Linked DNA regions of Oryctolagus cuniculus: all the other regions are linked to region 2. The links are chromatin contacts, called in public Hi-C maps. All regions are on one chromosome and are shown on one strand. Each heading gives the region's core, a stretch centred on a gene start, on an enhancer-like site or on the middle of the called end of the contact. The rest is flanking DNA. Distances are from core to core; before and after follow the strand shown.

Region 1 (2,734 bases), core at 85-2,584, 110 kb before region 2:
TTGCTGCAGAATTGGTTTTGTAATTGAATTGCTGAGTATAGTCGTTAAAACAATAAAAATATGGAGCAGCATATTTTAATCACTCAAGAAACACTAACATAAAAGGAATTAAGGAGTGTTGTTGAGGAATATGATCTCGTCTCTTTGAATTCAGTTCACTCCTATGAGAGAAAATATAAAGGATTCCACATGGAGGCTTAAAAGTTCACTAATTTTTTCTCATGCATTATGATATTGTAAATTTCTTAAATCCAACATAGATTGTGTAACTTATAACATCTTTGTCACTGAAAGGAGACAAAAAGATCCATCCTCCCCAAATAACTTCTCCTTCCCCCTGTTCTCTCCATTCTCTGCATCTTTAATCACGAGACGGTAGAGCAAGTATGGTGGTAATTCGAAAAGTTACTGGAAAACAGAATTTAAACACAAGCTTATTTTGGTGCAAAAAATTTTTTTGAAATCTATTGTTTTTGCCCAACACGCATTTTCCACGAACTTTTTGAAAATCCCACGTATGCATAGATTTCGATTTCTTTTTGCAACAAGATAAGCATCGTTTAAAACCGTTTTCCAATAGCAGTACCCTGGTATTGCTATTTCCCCGCCGTTCAAAAGAAAACCAAAGCGGAGCAGTGGGTTAGTCCACCCCTTTCTTGAGGATTTTTTTGTTGCGTAAAAACCAGCCTAACGACTGGCCTCCCCCTGCAGCTGGCCAGGCTGCGGCCGCGACCTCGGCCCCAGCTCGGACCCGCGGCGGCCGCGCCCCGCGCTCTTGCGCCCCCTGCCGGCGCGGCCCCGGGGCCCCGGCTACCTGGATCGGGCGCCTCCCGAAGCGGTTGACTCCGTTGGGATCCGCGCCGGCTTCCAGGAGCTGCCGCACCTTCTCCACTTGGCCCCGCGCCGCGGCGCTGGCCAGGCCCGCATCGCTGCCTGCACCACCGAGCATGCCCTTGTCCTCGTCTCGCATTCCACGGCCCCTACACTCGGGGCGGCCCGCCACTCCTCCCTCTTTGGCCACCCCGCCTCGGCGCGCTCTCCCCTCCCCGGGAGAGCTCAGCGCAGCTTCTGTCCCCGCTCGCCGTCCTCGTGCGACTTGGGAGCCGATGCAATGGCCGCACGGCCTTGACGAGCTCCAGGCTTTTTCTGGCGCCCACGAACCCGCGGCCGCGCTCAGCTCACTCCTGGGAAAAACCCTTCGCGCGGCCGCAGCCGCAGCCGAGCGGGCGCTTTCTCGGCGTCCTCGCTGCCCGGCCTCACTCCGGCAGAGCTGCGAGCCAGCCGGGAATGAATTCCGTGTCCAGCTGGGCGGCGGGGCTGCACCCGCCCCACCCCCTTAGGCTCCGCCCACTGTCCCGCCGGCGCCCGCGGGACCGGCCCTCTGGCTCCGCAGCAGCCCCGCCCGCAGCCGATGACGTCACAGCCGACGGGGGCGCGTCCCCGTGAGGCTCTGCGACGCATGCGCCAGTCGCCACGCCGGGAGCCTGCGGGAGCGCCATCTGCGTGCTGCCCGGAGCGATTCGGAGACGTTGCCCCACAGCGCTCCGCTCCAAATCCCCAGCAGGCGGAGCAGAGGGCTGCTGTTAGTCGCTCCTTGTGCAATGGAGTGGCCGAGGAAGGCCGTGAAGAAACCTCCAGCCCTACTAGAGTACCTGAACGTGACAGCCCTGCACCTGCCGTGCAGGTTAAGTTCATCCTCAAGCAGTGCTTGAACTTCACGGGTTTCACATCTTGCATTTTAGCGTTGCTTTTGGTGTGTTTTCCTATTTCCACCAGGACGACAGTGAAAAAAATCCCGAGAACCCTACTTTTTAGATTCTTTCCATGTTTGAATTATGAGCACAATCCTAAAAGCAAAAGAAAGCAAAATAGAAAATACTCCCCCAAAACCTAGTCCAAAATCGAGAGGGGCAACCTGGCACAGTATGTATTTTAAGAATCTGACCTAAATCTGTGTATAAGAAATATATGAAACTTGTATAACTTAAATAAAATTTAAAAAAGAAAAAAAAGAATCTGAGATCCCTGTTTGATATTTGTACAGTATATCTTTGTTTGCACTCTTACCTATTTAAACCCAGCTCGGCAAGTATTTGATTTTTATTTTTCATGAGTAATAAAGGACATTTATGCAGTAATAATGAAACATAATAAAACAGGGGTGTGGTATTGATCCTGTCATTAAACAGGCTGAACCTGTCATTAAATTGGCCTCTGAAGATTTAAAGGCCAAGTGCTATTTTCTCTTTCCTACTTGCTGGGTGAGTTTGAATCAACATATTTACTGCTTTAAAGATAAAAAAAATTGCAACTTGAAATAGGACGGGAGCAAAAAATTATGTGTCTATTTCCTAAGAACTTTGGTGATGAATTACTTGAGAGTGGACCTCTCCTAACACTGAAGGGTTCTTATTTAGAAAATTGTTTTGGTTCAGAGTGCTGAAAAAGGCAGTCTTACGAGTCATTTGCTAGCTTATTCAAGAATGACAGACTTCTCAGCATGTTTCTTGTAGCATGCCTTAGATCCTATTCCCTCTCTGGCAAATCAATGTAGGAAAAGAAAAAGCTCTTTCCTTACACACAGTGTGGCCCATGAAGGTGGCATGCAAGGATGAAGACCTACTGATGAGCCCCAACAGGGCTGAAATTCACTAGGAGTGGGCAGGGAAGGAGGCAGTATGCATAGCAAGTTCTCTTTCACATCTCACCTGCTGTTTCTTAGTTTTCAACTTCC
Region 2 (2,700 bases), core at 161-2,660:
TGGCTAAGGTTTCACCCCTCATAACAGGGAGGCAACTGGAGTCTCAGCAGGGGACGAGGTGCCCAGGACTCAAGGGAGGGTAGCACTTGAATCCCGCCCATCTGACTCCTACAGTTGAGCCCTCTTCAGAAGGTTGGCAGACATTTACAAGGGAGAGCTGTCTGAGTGGGCTCTCCTAGCTCACTTGTCCTTAGCTGTTCTCTCCACTTTGCCGTTCAGTTATTAACATGTAGTCATCTTCAGTTAGCTCAGGTAATGGGGTTACCGTTTGTGTGACACACTTGAGCTGCACTAAATGTGGAGAGAGTCACATGACAGCATATTATGGCTTGTACACTGCCCCACCCCATTCCACTCCCTCTCAACAGGGAGAACGTACCCAAAGAAAACTGTTGCTAAGAAGGGCATAACTGGGTAAATGGGTGTCACCCAGTCTGAAAAATCTCAGAGATTCCAAAAAGCCACTTGAGTCAATAATGCACCTGTTTGTCCTCAAGCTTTATCAGTCCTTGGCTGTCAGAAGAGGAAGGATCTCTGTGGAGTTTTTAACATTGAGCTTCTGAAACAAATCAGTGACAGTTGTTCCCTGGGCTGGCAGTTTCCCCTTAACTTCTTATAGTCAGAGTTGGAGTGCAAGTAGTAATAAGAATGAAACCTGGTCCTGTAAGTATATTCACTGTCTGCTCAGTGTAATTCCAGCTCAAGCATGGTCCATGATCCAGCACAGAAATGACGCTGCCACAGAAATTCACCTGGGTGATTGCAATAGCCTTTGCTTTTTAGCGTACACTCCAATCATGTTCAGTTTCCTCACACCAATTGCTTAATGAAGGATTGTTTAAAAGGACTGCGATATCTCAGGAAAACTATTAAATTAAACAGTTCTTGTTGAAGGGCACATCCTTGCCCGTCTGTTTCCCAGGAGCAATCCAAAACTTGCTGTGAGAAGCTTGAGTGTTAAGAGTCAGGCTGCTAGGTATGAATCCTTATTTTACCCATGTTTTTTCTTTTGCTCTGTGCCAATCTGAATATTACATAATATTCCTGTCCCTTAGTTTCCTGATTATATATGTGTATGATAAGTGTGCCAATACTGTGCTATCAGTGTGAGGCCCAAATGAAAGCATATACAACACACTGTACCTGGCATCTACTGAGTGTCGATTAAGATGATAATGAGATAATGGAGATGTATCTTAACATGTAATTACGATTTTGCTAGTTCAAGGCCAAGTATTCTAATTTAGTAGCGTTGGCGAAACACAATATAATCTCTCGGATCTCAAGGCCATGGCTTCATTTCACCCTGTTTTTCTGCTACTTTCTTTGAACAGGCAAACAAGTTCCACTTGACTGACTCAAGTATTATTAGCAGTGTGCGTTATGCTGACCTCACTCTCATGTGCCCTCAGGGCTACACTCCATCAAATCAGAGGAGCGAAGAAACATGGTGACAGAGAAGAAATGAGGAAGAATGTGGAGGGAAAAAAGGGCCATGAGCTCATTCACTGCCAGTATTGATGCCAGGGGACAATGACCACCCTTCAGACATGTTTGTTCTCCATCGTACCATAGACAGGAAGAGCTCTCCTTGCTCAATACCTGTCTCAGTCACTTACCAGGTAGACTAGGGAGATTCGGCTCTCCCAGGCTGCCTTCTAAATACAATGACTTTTATGAATTTAAGCTTTCAGTCTGAGTGAGTTATCATTGAAAGATATCGCCACCTATAGGCTAGTTATTTGTAGTAAAATAAATTCCCTTCACCACACCACGTTTTTGTTACCAAAAACATTTTTTTCAGACAGAGCTCTTCAGAGGGCTTAAGATTTATTTAGCAGTGAAGTTAAAACGATAATCAAATTCAACCCCAGTAGATCTCAAATCTTAACCAAAGCAGTATGGAACATTAGCATGAACTCAGCCAGGCTTACATTCAAATCCTGGTTTGAAGCTAGTAACTGGATGGCTTGGAGGCACTGATAGGAACCTCCATGAGAAGGCCAACTCTGACATAGGGGCAGTGAAGCCTTCTGCCCAGGGTGTGTGAGGACTCCATGGGAGTTGCATTGTTGTAGCAATCTATATTATAGGTGCTCCATAAATATGAATACCTTTGTTTTATTCTCTCCCTTTCTGTTTCTCTCTCTCTCTCTCTTTAAAGGTTTATTTATTATAGGAAAGGCAAAGTGACAGAAGGAGAGGGAGGAGAGAAATATAGAGATGATTCCCTACAGGCTTTCAACAGCCAATACTGGGCAGGTTGAAGCCAGGAGTCAAGAACTTCATCTGGGTCTGCAACATGGGTAGCAGGGACCAAAGCACTTGGGTCATCTTCCACTGCCTTCCTATGTGTATTAGCAAGAAGCCAAGTAGCCATGACTTGTACTGGCACTCCAATATGGGATGCTGGTGTGCAAGCAGTGGCTGAAGCAACTATACCTCCATGGCAGCCCCTCTCCCAATCTCTTAAAGCCATTGGAGGACAAGTTTTTTTTTTTTTTTTTTTTTTTAAGATTTATTTTATTTATTTGAAAGAGTTACAGAGAGAGGTAGAGACACAGAGAGAGAGGTCTTCCATCCGATGGTTCACTCCCCAGATGGCTGCAATGACTAGAGCTGCAGCAATCCAAAGCCAGGAGCCAGGAGCTTCCTCTGGGTCTCCCACACAGGTACAGGGGCCTGAGGACTTGGCCATCT
Region 3 (2,700 bases), core at 140-2,639, 76 kb before region 2:
ATGCCCCCTCAAGGAACTGGGGAGGTTGTCATAGAGACCTTGCTGTGTGTAGAGAGAGTTGCTGCAAGAGACAAAAAGCCAGCAGGATTTGCTATATAGGTTTAAACTAGGCACATGTACTAGAATTGAAAGGTGAAACTATTGTATTCTGTTTGTTTAAAAAGATTTATTAATTTATTTGAAATCTGGAGTGATAGGGATGGATTTAATCTGTGGGTTAATTTTTTTTTTTTAGATTATTTATTTATTTGAGAGGTAGAGTTACAGTGAGAGGGAGAGACAGAGAAAGGTCTTCCGTCTGCTGGTTCACTCCCCAAATAGCCGCAATGGCAGGAGCTGTGCTGATCCGAAGCCAGGAGCCAGGAGCTTCTTCCTGGTCTCCCACGAGGGTGCAGGACCCAAGCACCTAGGCCATTCTCCACTGCCTTCCAGAGCCACAGCAGAGAGCTGGACTGGAAGTGGAGCAGCCAGGACTAGAACCGGCGCCCATATGGGATACCGGCACCACAGGCTGAGTATTAACCTACTGAGCCACAGCACTGGGCCAGTTAATTCTTTAAATGGCTGCAACAACTGAGCCTGGGTCAGGACAAAGCCAGGAGCCAGAAACTCCAGCAGGGACTCAAATACTTGAGCTGTTGCCTGCTGTTTCTCAGGTGTAATAGTCTGCAGCTGTATGGAAAGCAGAGTAGCCAGGACACAACCAGCACTGTGCTGTGGAACTTGGGCATCTCAAGCTGTGGCCCAACCTCCAGCACCCAACACTGTGTCTGTATTGTTTGTTTGTTTATTTATTAAGACTTGTTTAGTTATTTGAGAGGCAGAGTTACACAGAGGTCTGCTGGTTCACTCTCCAGATGGATGCAACCACAGCAGCTGGGTGGGTTGGAAACCAGGAGCCAGGAGCTTCCTCCCCGTCTCCCATGTGGGTGGCAGGGGCCCAAGAACTTGGGCCATCTTCCGCTGTTTTCCCAGGCGCATTAGCAGGGAGCTGGATTGGAATCGGGGGATTCAAACCTGCGTCCATGTAGGATGCCTGCCTCAGAGGCTGGGGCTGAATCCGCTATGCCTGCATTATTTATTGATTACAGGTATACCATATTCAATGTGTTTCTCAACTCCACATACTACCCAAGGTGACAAAAGGGTCTATGAAAAGGGGTAGAAGTATCTGCTGTGTTTAGATCACAGCCAAATTAACATTGGCCTCTTCTTTCTCCTACAGCCAGTCTCCCTTTTCATGAGAGGAATAAGCCTCACTCTGATTCAAAAGCAGGGTTCAAAGAAAAGATGTCTATTTCTTGCCACCAGCTACGTGTTATCTGTGCTTAGAACTGGAAAGCACACATCAGAAGAGCACCAGCGTGGAGAGACAGATCATAAGGTACAATGAAGGAGAAAGGGGATGTTAAAATCTCACAGGATTTCAGAGGCGTGAGGCCGGGCCTCACGGACGCTTGCTGTCGTCCGGTTGGGGGCGGCGGAGGTCGCTGGTTCGCTGGGGCCCTCTGTGGCGCTCGGCGGCAGGGCGGAGCGAGAGGGGGCGCTGTGCCGGGGGTGAGGCTCAGTCGCGGTGGCGACCCAGATGGGCGCCAGAGCCCCAAGTGCAGGGACGTAGGGGCGGAGCTTCCCCCGGATATCGTGCGGTTTGCGCCGAGGCCGCCGCGCGCCCTCCGGTCCCGAGGCTCCCGCGCTGCGCTGAGCGTGTCCCGCCTTCCAGCCGGCACCGACGACGGGCGGCCGGCCGGGGCAGGCAGCACTGGTCCCTCGGGAGCAACGCCCGCTCCCCGAGGACAGGAAACTGTTAGAGAACCGGAGCAAGCAGCTGACTGGGGACCAGAGATGCTCACGTCGCCGGCAGGTGAGGCCTATGTTTCAGAGGTCACTGTGCCCTGCCTGGCCCCTGAGTTGCACCTGGCGGCCGAGTGCTCCGTGGTCCTGCGTGTACCCCTAAGATCCAGAGGGCCGGAGCTGACAAGCACGTGTTTAAGCAGTTGTGCCAGGAGGTCCCCATCCCAGAACGCCAGCCCTGGCAGACTGTGCAGGATATGAAGACAGGGGCTCCCTCAGTGACAGTGTGGCTGCAAGACCCTTTTCCACCAGGCCTGGCTGTGACTGCAGCACCGTTGGCAGCCGTGCGTCCGGCCAGCGGGGAGCCCGGCCTCACTGGGTTGGTGAATGCCGTCAATTTCAGTCTGTTCTCGTGAGGGTGGGAGGACTGCAAGGCTCGAAGCCACAGCTCTGCCACGTGGTGGCAGAGGCTACTGGCCTGGCCGATGTGACATGTACAGCTATAACCCAGACATGGACTCAGACCCTTTGAGGGAAGATGGCAGCCTCTCTAGTCCTTCAACTATTGTCTTCAACAAATTGTTTTCGTCAACAGCTGCTCCATCACAGGGTTCACCTACAACCCTCAGAGGCAGGCAAAGAGTGAACATGGAACCGGGGGAGGAGGAGGTGAGCATGCCCCAGGCCCAGGCCCAAGACAGGGTCCTGGTGATTTGTATGTGAGGAGAAGGAGCAGAGGCCCCAGCTTCATCCAAGTTCAACCAAGCCTGGACCTGCTTAGCTAAGGGCTCCCAGGCCCAGCCCAGATGCTAGCCAGATCCTGGCACTGCCTGTGTCCTGGCACTTCCCATGGCCACATGTGCCTTGTCTTTTGTCTCCAGCCTCTGGATGGCCATTCATCCCTACAGG

What was found. A called contact is a pair of places that touch in the nucleus more often than the background predicts.
Region 1: a contact with region 2 is called in a Hi-C map of skin fibroblasts, with 4 times the contacts expected there. The contact joins the promoter of CDKN2B here to the enhancer-like site in region 2. A contact is called at or near these places in 2 of 6 Hi-C or Micro-C datasets (skin fibroblasts and an unstated tissue).
Region 3: a contact with region 2 is called in a Hi-C map of an unstated tissue, with 3 times the contacts expected there. The contact joins the promoter of LOC103348072 here to the enhancer-like site in region 2. A contact is called at or near these places in 2 of 6 Hi-C or Micro-C datasets (liver and an unstated tissue).

What each region holds. Positions count from the first base shown.
Region 1 is chr1:185,077,290-185,080,023 of mOryCun1.1, forward strand. CDKN2B (cyclin dependent kinase inhibitor 2B) reads right to left here and starts at 1,335. Exons shown (of 2, transcript XM_002708053.5): 1 at 815-1,335. The coding sequence starts at 970.
Region 2 is chr1:185,191,796-185,194,495 of mOryCun1.1, forward strand. No RefSeq gene overlaps it. Among named protein-coding and RNA genes, the nearest start is that of CDKN2B, 110 kb to the left of the region's middle. Within about 2 kb of position 1,411, at least 1 of the 8 cell types and tissues checked has an H3K27ac peak or open chromatin away from gene starts, as enhancers often do.
Region 3 is chr1:185,116,108-185,118,807 of mOryCun1.1, forward strand. It overlaps LOC103348072, which reads left to right and starts at 1,390. Exons shown (of 4, transcript XM_070061301.1): 1 at 1,390-1,861. The coding sequence starts at 1,390.